Regions from separate parts of the Mus musculus genome. Here region 1 is linked to region 2. The links are chromatin contacts, called in public Micro-C maps. All regions are on one chromosome and are shown on one strand. Each heading gives the region's core, a stretch centred on a gene start, on an enhancer-like site or on the middle of the called end of the contact. The rest is flanking DNA. Distances are from core to core; before and after follow the strand shown.

The links. A called contact is a pair of places that touch in the nucleus more often than the background predicts.
Region 1: a Micro-C map of embryonic stem cells shows a contact between it and region 2, with 4 times the contacts expected there. The contact joins the promoter of 0610039H22Rik here to the promoter of Hsf5 in region 2. A contact is called at or near these places in 2 of 39 promoter capture datasets (hippocampal neurons and liver) and 1 of 484 Hi-C or Micro-C datasets (embryonic stem cells).

Annotation. Positions count from the first base shown.
Region 1 is chr11:88,617,119-88,622,247 of GRCm38.p6, reverse strand. 0610039H22Rik (RIKEN cDNA 0610039H22 gene) reads right to left here and starts at 2,997. Exons shown (of 3, transcript NR_131025.1): 1 at 2,478-2,997; 2 at 984-1,076. The region is part of intron 5 of Msi2 (musashi RNA-binding protein 2); the gene reads left to right.
Region 2 is chr11:87,613,448-87,618,823 of GRCm38.p6, reverse strand. Hsf5 (heat shock transcription factor family member 5) reads right to left here and starts at 1,660. Exons shown (of 6, transcript NM_001045527.1): 1 at 919-1,660. The coding sequence starts at 1,552. It overlaps Mtmr4 (myotubularin related protein 4), which reads right to left. Exons shown (of 19, transcript NM_133215.2): 17 at 5,292-5,376; 18 at 4,964-5,052; 19 at 2,522-4,748. The coding sequence ends at 4,571.

The sequences.
Region 1 (5,129 bases), core at 1,748-4,247, 1.0 Mb before region 2:
TTTTGTTGCTACATCATAACTGTAAATTTGCTACTGTTATGAATTTTGTTTTCCAGTGGTCTTAGGTGAAAGAATTACTTTATCTCCAAAGCCGTGATCATGACCCATGGGTTGAAAACTGCTGTTCTAGAGGGAGAGTGGGGTGGTCTCAAAGCCAGACCCAGTCGCATCTGTGAGTGCAACAGGAAGGCATACCTCAGCATGAATGTGGAGGAGCCTCTCTAGGACAGCAGCACCTGTTGGCAGGCTCAAAGTCTAGGAGAGTCAAGGGCAGGGCAGGGGGAGAAAGCTGCAATGTCATCCTAGCAGATTGCATTCTTTTGAGCACTTCTTGCTCCTCTGGTGTTGGGAGCTTCTTATCCTCTCTTGTTTCTTTGCTTTATTCCTGTATATGTATCCGAATCCTTTTTCTTCCCTGATGTTGAAGATAAAACCCAGGGTTCTGCACACGCAAGACTAGGCCTCTGCTACTGAACTGTGGCCCAGCCATGTCACAGCCCCCTGTGTACTGTGTGCCTGGCGCGTTGAAGCGTCTCAGATGCTGACTGAGTGAAGAGACTCTCCCTGTGATGGATACTATCTATCCTGACTGACCTTAGAGTCAGGCCTGTGGTTCTGATGGCTTCCAGTTTTATTCTGGAGTCTCTCTGACTCCTCTCCGTTCCTCACTGTCCTATGAAGGGATCACGTATGTGCAGCAGCCGTTAGGATGCTATAAAGCATGCTGTTGGGGGTTGTAAATAACAATCCCGATCTCTGTTTAGACTCAGTTGCTGTTTCTGTCTTTTAGAGGAGAGGAGAAATAAAACTTAGCTCACTCTACCTCTCCATGTAATAGTTAATAGCATAGGACCTGTTAGGTGTTGTACCTCCATTGGTGCTTATATGTGTGTTGGGTACACGCGTGTTTGTCCGTGTGTGGAAGCCCGAGGGTGTGTTTGCTTAGACACTCTTCACCTTTTTATTGAGGCAGGGTCACTTACTGGTTTGGAACTAGCCAGAGTGTCTGAGCTCCAGGGATCCACCCACCTCTGCCTTCCAATTCTGGGATTACAGTCATGAGCCATCACTCCTAACTTAAAAAAAAAAAAAGCAAATAAATAAAATAAAAAGCTAAATGACAACAATTAAAAAAAACCCCACAGGTTTTGAGGATAGAATTCTTGTGCTTGTAAGACAAGTACTTTACCAACTAAGTTCTTCTCCCTGCCCTAATTAACAATAATAATAACAACAATAATTATTGTTTTGAGATAAGGTCTCTCTATATTTATTCCAGGCTGGCTTTGAACTTGTGACCCTCCTGCCTTAGCCTCTGGAAGGATGAGATTAAGGGAGTATGTTAGTGTATCCTGGTAGGGCCAAGTTTAAAACAGAAGGTTTTCTTTGTACCATGGAACCTTGGCTTGGTCTTTGCTCCATATCATGCTGTCTCAGAGCAAGAATACGGAGGTGATGGGGAGCAAGGATTAGATCATATCTATTTGTTTACTTGCTGCCAAAGAGGAACTGTGAGGATGCTGTGGCAGAACCTGGCCTAATTGCCTGTTGTTTCTTTTTTGCCATGGTGTGGGTGGCTTTTGAAATTCCCTGTAGTTTATGGAGGCGAGCCTGTGCCTTGCGGATGCCAGATGATGTAGCCGAATGGCTGTCGGCTGTTTATTTGCTAGTCTGTCGTTCTCAACACAGCATTCTTGAGTTCGGGAGGCCCTACACTGTTTGATGTCCCCTCCTCCTCCACCTCTAAATATAACCAGCCAGTCAATCAGTCTTGGCAGCCGTCGGGGCTAGGGCTGTCAGACGGAGTTTGCCTTGGATCCTCTGAACTATTGGCTTGTTTTCCCAGCTTGCAAGTGTATTCAAATAGTGAGATTGGAATTAGCCTTGCAAACATGCCGGCAGGTGGGGCCTCCAGGTTGAGAAGGAGGCAGCGTTTGTGGTGTCAAATGACATTTCTCTCTCCTCCACTCTCTGAAGTGGAGCAGGGGCTGAGTTGAGCGAGGGAGTGGTGGCTTTCACGCTTAGTGAGCAAGATGCGTGGGTGTGTTTTCCTGAATTGTGATTAAATTTTTTTTTCTTTTAAATTTTAAGTTGTTGCAAGAGAGAAAATGAGAAACCGGCAGGTGGTGGGGATTACTCGAAGGCTGTGTTGGATGGAGGAGGAGTACAGATGTAGTTTGGGGAGGGGTGTTTTCCCAGGGTATTTCAAGTGGACTCTGAGGCTCCCATCCTGGCCAGGGTTCTAGGTCTTCAGAAAGGACACAGCTTCCTGAACGGGAACAGCCCTTCCTGCTGCTGCCCTGAGGCTATTCCTGTAGGCTAGGAACAGTGTGGCTCCCAGTCCCCCCCCCCCCCCCCGAGGCTTGTTAAAGGGACCTGTGGGTAGCTGCCCGAAGATGCTAAATCCCAACCTGAAAGGCACCAGGGAGAAGCCTTGCACACACATTGCCATCCCTCTCACGCCCAGTTGCTTTTACCTGGAGCTTCATTGAAGGATGCAGTTGCGGTTGTCTGTGGCATGGCCTGGGCACATGGGTCCCTGCACTTCCGCCAACTGTGTGGTACCCTGTAGGCCTGGGCAGCTCTGTGATTGGTGCCAGCAGCAGATGCAATCATCCAATGATGGGCATCCACACTGGGTTCTGTAGGGTTCCGGGTCTTTAGCTGAGTTTAGAGAGGAAGAAGTTAAAGCAGCTCACCCAGGTCCTAGGGGCTCCTGCAGCCCAGAGTTGTCCTATACATGAATCTTCCAGAGGAGTTGCTTTGTGGTCCAGGACCCCTGGTTATCCATGACACCCTTGCATGGGATCTGTAAAGATAATTTTTTTTTCCATAAGAATTCTAAGATCGGTCTTTCATGGATATACAGTGGAATTTTCCAAAGGAAATCTCTACCAAGGATTTCCATCTTGGGCTGCCTCCTGGTCATTTGGTGACATAGTGCTGAATGCTGAGAAAACTTGTCCTAGGTAGGACCTGCTTCGATCCCCTGGTGGACTGTTGGTGTTGGTGCTGGTGTCTTGGGTTAATTTTTTGTGATCGTCGAGGGAGGACACCCCAGAACGTCAACGGGCATCAGTCACCAGCCTTGTTGTTAACTGTGCTTCCTCCTCTGTCACGGGGAGGAGTGTGGGTTCTGAGCAGCTGTGTGCTACAGAGCACTGTAACCCTGAGAGAGGTGGTGACCTCTCTGATCCCCTGCAACCCCTACAAATAGAGCAGGCAAGAAACTGCTGAACAGACAGACATGTGGGCCTCTGCCAGAGAGAGGGGCCCTCCCATTACTGAGTAATTTGTTTTGGGTTAGTCCCCCGAGAGATGGGGGGGGGGCAGGGGCGTGTAGCACCTTCTCAGTTGCTTCTGGCTTTGCAAAGGGACATGATGCAATGCTCACACAAGATGTCAATTAGCTCTGAACTGGGAAGGAAGGGATGAGAGGGCCCAGCCTGTGCCTGGGTAGGGTGCCATTCTGTGAGTTCCTTCATTTCATGTGCTCCTGCGAGCAGAATCTGATACCAAGGATAACAGATGAACAAAAGGGGGGGTACCTTCATTTGTGTCAGGCTGGGCAGGCTTCCTTTCTGGTCTCAATACTGTATCTACAGTGTCCCTAGAGAATGATGGGACTGTGATCTGGAGGGGTTCAGAGGAGAAAGGAGCCAGGGTAACCCTCACCCTCCCTTAACAAGAATAGAAGACAGTAAAGGGCCCCAGAAATAAATAATTGTTAACCAGACTGATTAATCAATAGACTAATTAAAAATCAAACACCTAAGAACACCACGGTCTGGGTTAATTATAAACCAACATTGAGGCGTTAAAACTTGTCCAGCCCATGGCTTTGAATTATTAACTGAATGAGTTAATTTCAAGCCGTCAGCTTAGGTAGCTGTGAGATCCAGGGTTAGAAGGAGGGGAGTTAGTGTGCCCTTTCCTTCGAGGGCCCGCTTTGGCGCCACGATCTTTATCAGTGTTGCTGTTTGCATTTTAAATCAAAATATCCTAAATGTTAGGCAGAGCCTCACACGCTTCAGTAAACTGTGCCGAAGGAGCAGAGCGAGCCAGCAAGAGTTGGCCTACGCTTTTCTTTCCTGTTGAAAGAACGACCGGTCTTAGTATCCCAGCATTCCAGTGGGAGAAAGGGCTCTGATGAATGCTTTCGGTTTGCAGTGATGACCACCCCCCCCCCCCCGCCCCCAATCCTGGCCCCAGCTCTGGCCCTGGCCCCGGCCCCTGTCTTGGTTGCTCTTTAGTGTGTTGGTTGCTCTTTAGTGTATTTTTTTTTCCTCTTTCTGAGATCAAGGTCTAGGCGTGGGTTCTCAGAAGTCTCCCCTGACCACCTGCTCTGATTTGAGACCCCTATAACACTGGGTGATGGTTGAGTACCCTCTCCATGCTTATGAGGGGTTTTAACACAGGTTTTTGTTTTAAAGATTTATTTATGTATATGAGTACACTGTAGCTGTCTTTAGACACATCAGAAGAGGACATCGGATCCCATTAAAGATGGTTGTGAGCTACCATGTGGTTGCTGGGAGTTGAACTTGGGACCTCTGGCAGAGCTCTTGATCACTGAGCTGTCTGGGCCTCAGTGATGTCTCACAATGGAGACACAGGCAGCCAGGCTGTTGATGAAAACAGTATTTCACAGAGGCTTTTGTACAGCGCTTGCTATTTTCTAGAGGTCTTGCAGAACAGCCCTGTTCGAGTGCGCCACAACGGAGCTGCTCTCACACGATGCACGCGGGTAGGCTCGGTAACTTCCCCGAGTGTTGCCGTTTCCTTTCTTAATTTGCTAAATGGGCTTTAAAATGGGAGATAAATGTAAATTTCAGCTCCATAAAATAGTCACTTTCAAATGCTCATGACTCAAATTAATTAATTAAAAAACAGCTTAACGCACCACTCGTGCCTACAAATGCGCTAAGTGCGTAATGTCTGCTTCATTCCTACGGCGGATGGGGTCACATTACAAGTTCCATCGACGAGGGGGAGAACATGCTCGAATCCAGTCTCGACATTTACAGAGCAGAGAGCCTCCTACGGCTTGTTTACTTAGAACATTGACTACTGCTCCTGCCCTCTTCCCAATTACAGAAACATGTGGGAAACTTTGAGAAGCCATCAGT
Region 2 (5,376 bases), core at 411-2,910:
CAAATTCTGATTATTGTATCCTGTTGCTTTCTTGGTACAGCTGTCTATTGTGGCCTCCATATAGAGCAAGGGGACACCGCCACCCTCACCCGTTTAAGAGTGCAGAAAGGCACTTCAAATCAAGTGCATGAAATACTGTGACCACAGGGCTCTTAACTTTTCACTGAATATTTACACAGCCCCCCTACCCCTCCCCCGATCCCGAATAATTGTGAAATGCCAATAAACTATAAACGTGTGTGTTCTAAAATTCTTTTAAACTTAAGCCTTGACATCTGGTCTTTGTTTCGTTTTTTAGCCGTTTTGCTTTATGTCTGTCCAACCATAACATCTCAAGTAGGGCATCAAACTCCAAGTATTAGTAAACTGGTTCTATTCTACACTGGATCAAACCTTGCCCCTTAGATTATGCATAAACAGTGTCTACCGCTCTATTCATGTCAATAAGTGGAAGGTGTCCTGTCTCTGAACAAATGTGCACTCCAGAGACCTGTCCCTCTTTTCCTTGGCTGGGTAAATAAATAATGCCTTAAGTTTTCTTGCTGGTGACTTTGTTCCTTCGCACCCAACCTGTAGAGTGCCTGTTCTTTTGACTATGGGACAGTGGAGGCCTCTCCCACCCAGTGCTTTGATAAATACAGTGGAGAGACTAGGTACAGGTAAATGGTTCAAGAGCTTTGGGAGTAGGTTAGCTCCTGGGGCTCACTCTCTTAGAGAAGTGTGGAAAGCAAGCGTCAAGTCCATGTCCTTTTTGCAGCTAAACCCGGACTAGGGAGATGCTTACGGACTCTTGCCAGAGGAAAAGCAAGTGCTAGTGGGGATGATGTGACCTAGTCTTGGGGTTGTGCAGAAACGGTGTTTGCGCCCTGCCGCCCACGTGCTTGATGGAAAGCGAGGATCTAGGTGGCACACACTCACCATGCTGCTCTGGCCGAGGCCCAGCAGGTTGGGGCGGCGGGTCCTGATGCTGCAGCGGGGAGGTAGAAGCTGAGGCCGAGGCGGAGGCTGACGTGATGAGGAGCCGCTGGAAGCGGTTGGGCGGGCGACAGGGCACCTCCAGTCCGGCCGCCAGCTTGGCCTTGTTGGCACTGGTGAGCCTCTTGAGGTGAACGAGCAGCTGAGGCTGGTCGCGGCGGAAATGCGGGCTGTGGAAGTGGTGGAGTGGCCCGTCGCCCGCCGGCCCGCCAGCCCCAGGCCCGGGCCCGGGCCCCGCCGCCCCCGGCCCACCCAGCACCACCTTGCGGAAGCCGTAGAGGTTGAGCTGGCGGATGAAGCTGGTGAAGTTGGTGGTTTTGAAGAGCTCCGGCTCGGCCCCGGCCGCCCCGACGCCGCTGCCGCCGCCCCCGCCGCTGCTCCCGGCTCCCCCCGCGCCCCCGGCACCCGGGCCGGGCGGGCTGAGCAGCTCGGCCTCGAAGAGCGGCTGGTCGATGAGCAGCCCCTCGCCTCGGCCGTCCCAGCGGATGGAGCGGTACCGAGGGCTGTTCACCAGCCGCCACAGCTTGGCGGGGAAGTTGTTGGGGTTGATGGGGGTGGACAGCAGCGCCTCCTCCATCGCCCGCCCGGGCCCTGGGCCTCGCCCCGCCGAGCCTGGCTCTCCCACCGTTCTCGATCCCCCGGGCCTTCGCTGCGCCCTGCCCCCTCCTGCCAGCGCCCGGCCGCCGAGGCCCGGACCGTTGGCGCACGAGTCCCGGCACGCCCTCCGGTGTGGCCAATGGGGCCTCGAGTTCCCGCCGCGTGGTGGCCGACGGGGCGCGAGCCCGCCCTCCCCCTCGGTTGGGATGCACGCCTTCGAGGGCAGCAGCGGGGACACTGCGACACAAGGCTACCTTCGCGTGCCTTCCAGAACCGGCCCCTCTCTGTCTGTTCCCAGGAGGGCAGCACGCCAGGGAACCACGGTTCCCGAGGAGAAAGCGGGCGGCCGGTTAGGCAAACTCTGAGGGGCTCCAGCAGGACAGGACGGCCAGCGGAGGTTTCAGAACGCAGAGTGCACTCAGGCGATACACAGCTAATGGTTCCTGAGAACAGAGGAACCCACTCCAGTCTTCCCTAACAGTCGAACTGCTGCTCTCTTCAAATAAAAATGACAGGGGTTGGGGGCTGGGGGTACATACTGTAACTGTAGTACATGAACTCATTCATCTTGTATACAGAAGCATAGTTACACCTTAAAAAAAAACACACCTTAAATTCAAATTAGATGAGGTCCTTGGTACCTGGCAGAAGGGAATAAAGAAGATAAGTATGTGCTTAATGACCAGCTATGATCTCCCAGAGAAGAAAGAAATGAACCTCACTTGAATGGGGACTCAACAAACCCAAAATACAAGAGGGACTACCCATGGGTACTAGTTTGGTTTGGTTTTTTTTATAAAGCCCAGCCTGGACCTTAAACTTGCCTTATTCCTCTTGCCTTTAGCTCCCCAGTACTCGGTGTACAACAAGGCTAGTCCAGTGGCGAACGCTTTATCCATTAAGCTAGACTCAATCCCAATACCAGTAAGAAATAAAAAGACCCAACAAAGCAGCACTAATATAGAGATTTTATTTGAACTGTATTGAGTTTTTACAGCACATTGCATGTTTGTCACAACGCAACTGCACAGTTTGGATTTTTGGCCACATCATGTCACTTACACCCACAACAGCTCTAAAAGGATGCACACATCTGAGCCAGAAGCCCAGAGTCTCTCTCCAAGGCCATGCAATCTGTTCACTGATGGGACAGTCCCTCAAAACAGTCACACAAAGTAGACAGATACAGTCTCCCCGAATGTCCCCAATCCCCCTGAAAACAGAGTGAAGTGCAATGAAAACTGGTAATTAAAAAGCCACTTATGACTGGCAGTAACATTTAATGATTGAGAAAATGCTTAAAATAATTTTATGTATCAGAGACAAATAGTTTATCACTCTTTCATTGATCTTAGGAATTTCTCAGACACACACACACAAAAAAAAAATCTCCATTCTTCAGCTCCATTAAAATGAAAAAAAAAAAAATGTGCTAGGCTGACCTAAATATGCCAAAACTTTTTAGGTTACATCCATGGCAAGTATAAAAGGAGCACAGAGGCTTCGCTGTGGAACTGAAGAAAAGGTCGGAGAAAGGACTCCTATTCTAAATGCAGGTTCTGGTTAGTCTGGAATGAAAAAAAATGTTTTCTTGAAAGCAACGTGACAGTAGCAGTTGAGAAAGACAACGGCTGCAGTTTTAACACAGAGTGAGCATCACATTAATGCGCTAAGGAAAGTGTAGCTAGGAAGTCCTATAAGCCAAGGAGACTGTATCTGTCCCAACCACAGTACATGGCTATGTTACTGTATCTTTTGGTTAAGTGCCACTGGTACATAGTAAGATGAAAAACAAAATCTAAATAAAACAAAACAAAGTGTTTGGTCCAAATGGACACATCCTCACTCCCAATTTTGGTATCAAGGCTTTCTTCCTTCTGTTTGGGTTCCATTGTTAAGTGCACAGAAATAGACAGCAGCATTTGTACTGAAACCCTCACATACCAAGTAGCATATGCTAGGAGGTAAAAACCAAATGCTATATTCTACCCTCAAGGTGTCAAGTGTTCAGGATAAGAAGCAGTGTGACCCAGAGGAGGCAGCGGCCAAGGGAAAGACAACATGGGGGAAGTGGGCAGTGGAACAACAAAATCCTTTATTTTCATGCCAGGAGAGATCAAGGTGTAGCTTCCATTTTAGCACCAGGACAACTAGGAAAAGTCAGGTGCAAAGGGTAGGGCACAATCAGCAGAATTTCACAAGGATAATCTTGCTTTTCCCTTCTCATTCTTCACAGTGCGTCCCTCAAAAGCAGCCACTGCATAACAGTGGCAACTGCCTTCACAGCCCAGAATAACTGGTTCTCACAAGACTAAGCATTACCAGAGTTCTTCTGTTTCCAAGTGTCTTAATCCTCAAAACTGTCCCTCTGAAACTGAATGTTCACTGATGCTAGCCACTGAGCCTGATGAAAAATGCATCCAAGCCTCTATCTGCCATACCAGTCTTTGAACCAAACTCCACAGAAGACAGTGCTAATCAACTAGAGGGAGTGCCTCTAAAGACTGAGCCTTCATGCACAGACACAGAGCACAGAGGTACAGAAGAGAGTTCAACTCAAATAGGATGGGAATTCCTATCTCATATACTATGATCTGCTCTCTTCAAGGTAGAGGAGAGATGGGTCTCACTATCACTTGGAGTTTGGTTATAAGTAAGCCTTTCTATTGCTGTTTGGGCACTGTGCACCAGGCAGTATTTATGAATCATCTTGGGACCTCCAGGAGATAGAAGCTGGAGTCACCAACTCAGTGTGAAGCTTCCAGACTCTGGGTCTAGGTCAGGACCATCACCCCAAAGTGAGGGTCTCTCCAGTAGAAAAAGCTCCTGCCAAATTCAAATTCCTCTGCTCCGGTCACATGGTACCAAGGAGGATTTCTCAAGACGGTATCTTTGAGCTCTGTGTTCATGAGCCATACCAAGGAACCTTCCAGACTACACCTGAAGCAGATCCTCCCTTCAAATCTGCTAAAAATGGACAGATCATTTCCTCTGGCATTCAACTGGAAGCCGTAGCAATGGGTTTCTTCAGATGTTGGCTCATGAGTTCCCTGGCACGAGATACTTGAATGTGTTCATAACATGAGTTACAGACGAGAACTGGGTCATAGAGTTGCTGATCAGGAATGGGCAGCTTAAGGTGGCAGCATCCAGCACAAAATACGTTCCCACAATTTCTGCCAAAGGACAGAGAGGGAGGAGCTCGTCAGAAATATCCATACTTTGAGAATGAATAATAGTCTAAACGGGTATCCATGAATAAATAAAAGTGTTGGATATAAACAAAAATACTAAGATAGCTCCATTTTCAAATTAATTTAGCTCTATACAAGAACCCTACACATTATGAGTAACAACGAGATATGCAACAAAACAAAAAAACTTGTCTTACCTGCAATGATGTCTTCGTTTGGCCAACCAGAATTCACAGTCACAGTTAAAGCAGTGGGATGCCATATGGTCTGGAACCCAGCGAGTCACCTACCAGAAGGCACAAAGGAAAAGTCTAGGTCCACGTCCAAAGAGGAGAACAACACTGCAATCCGGAAAGTAGCCCAAAGGAAACTGGCAAGGATGGATTTTACGATTGGTGACTACTTGCCTAAAAGGATAGTACTTATCTGGGGGGAAGAGTTCAGGCCACAGTAATTCATCTCTGAGAAATATAACCCACTAGCTTGCATGAAGTACCCACTATACATCTGCCTACACATACATACCTCAGTCTCCTTCTTATCAACGGGTTCCCAGCTTGCTTCTGAAAGGCAGTCTTCACTGTGATCAGAGCCAAAGTCTTCAGTGTCA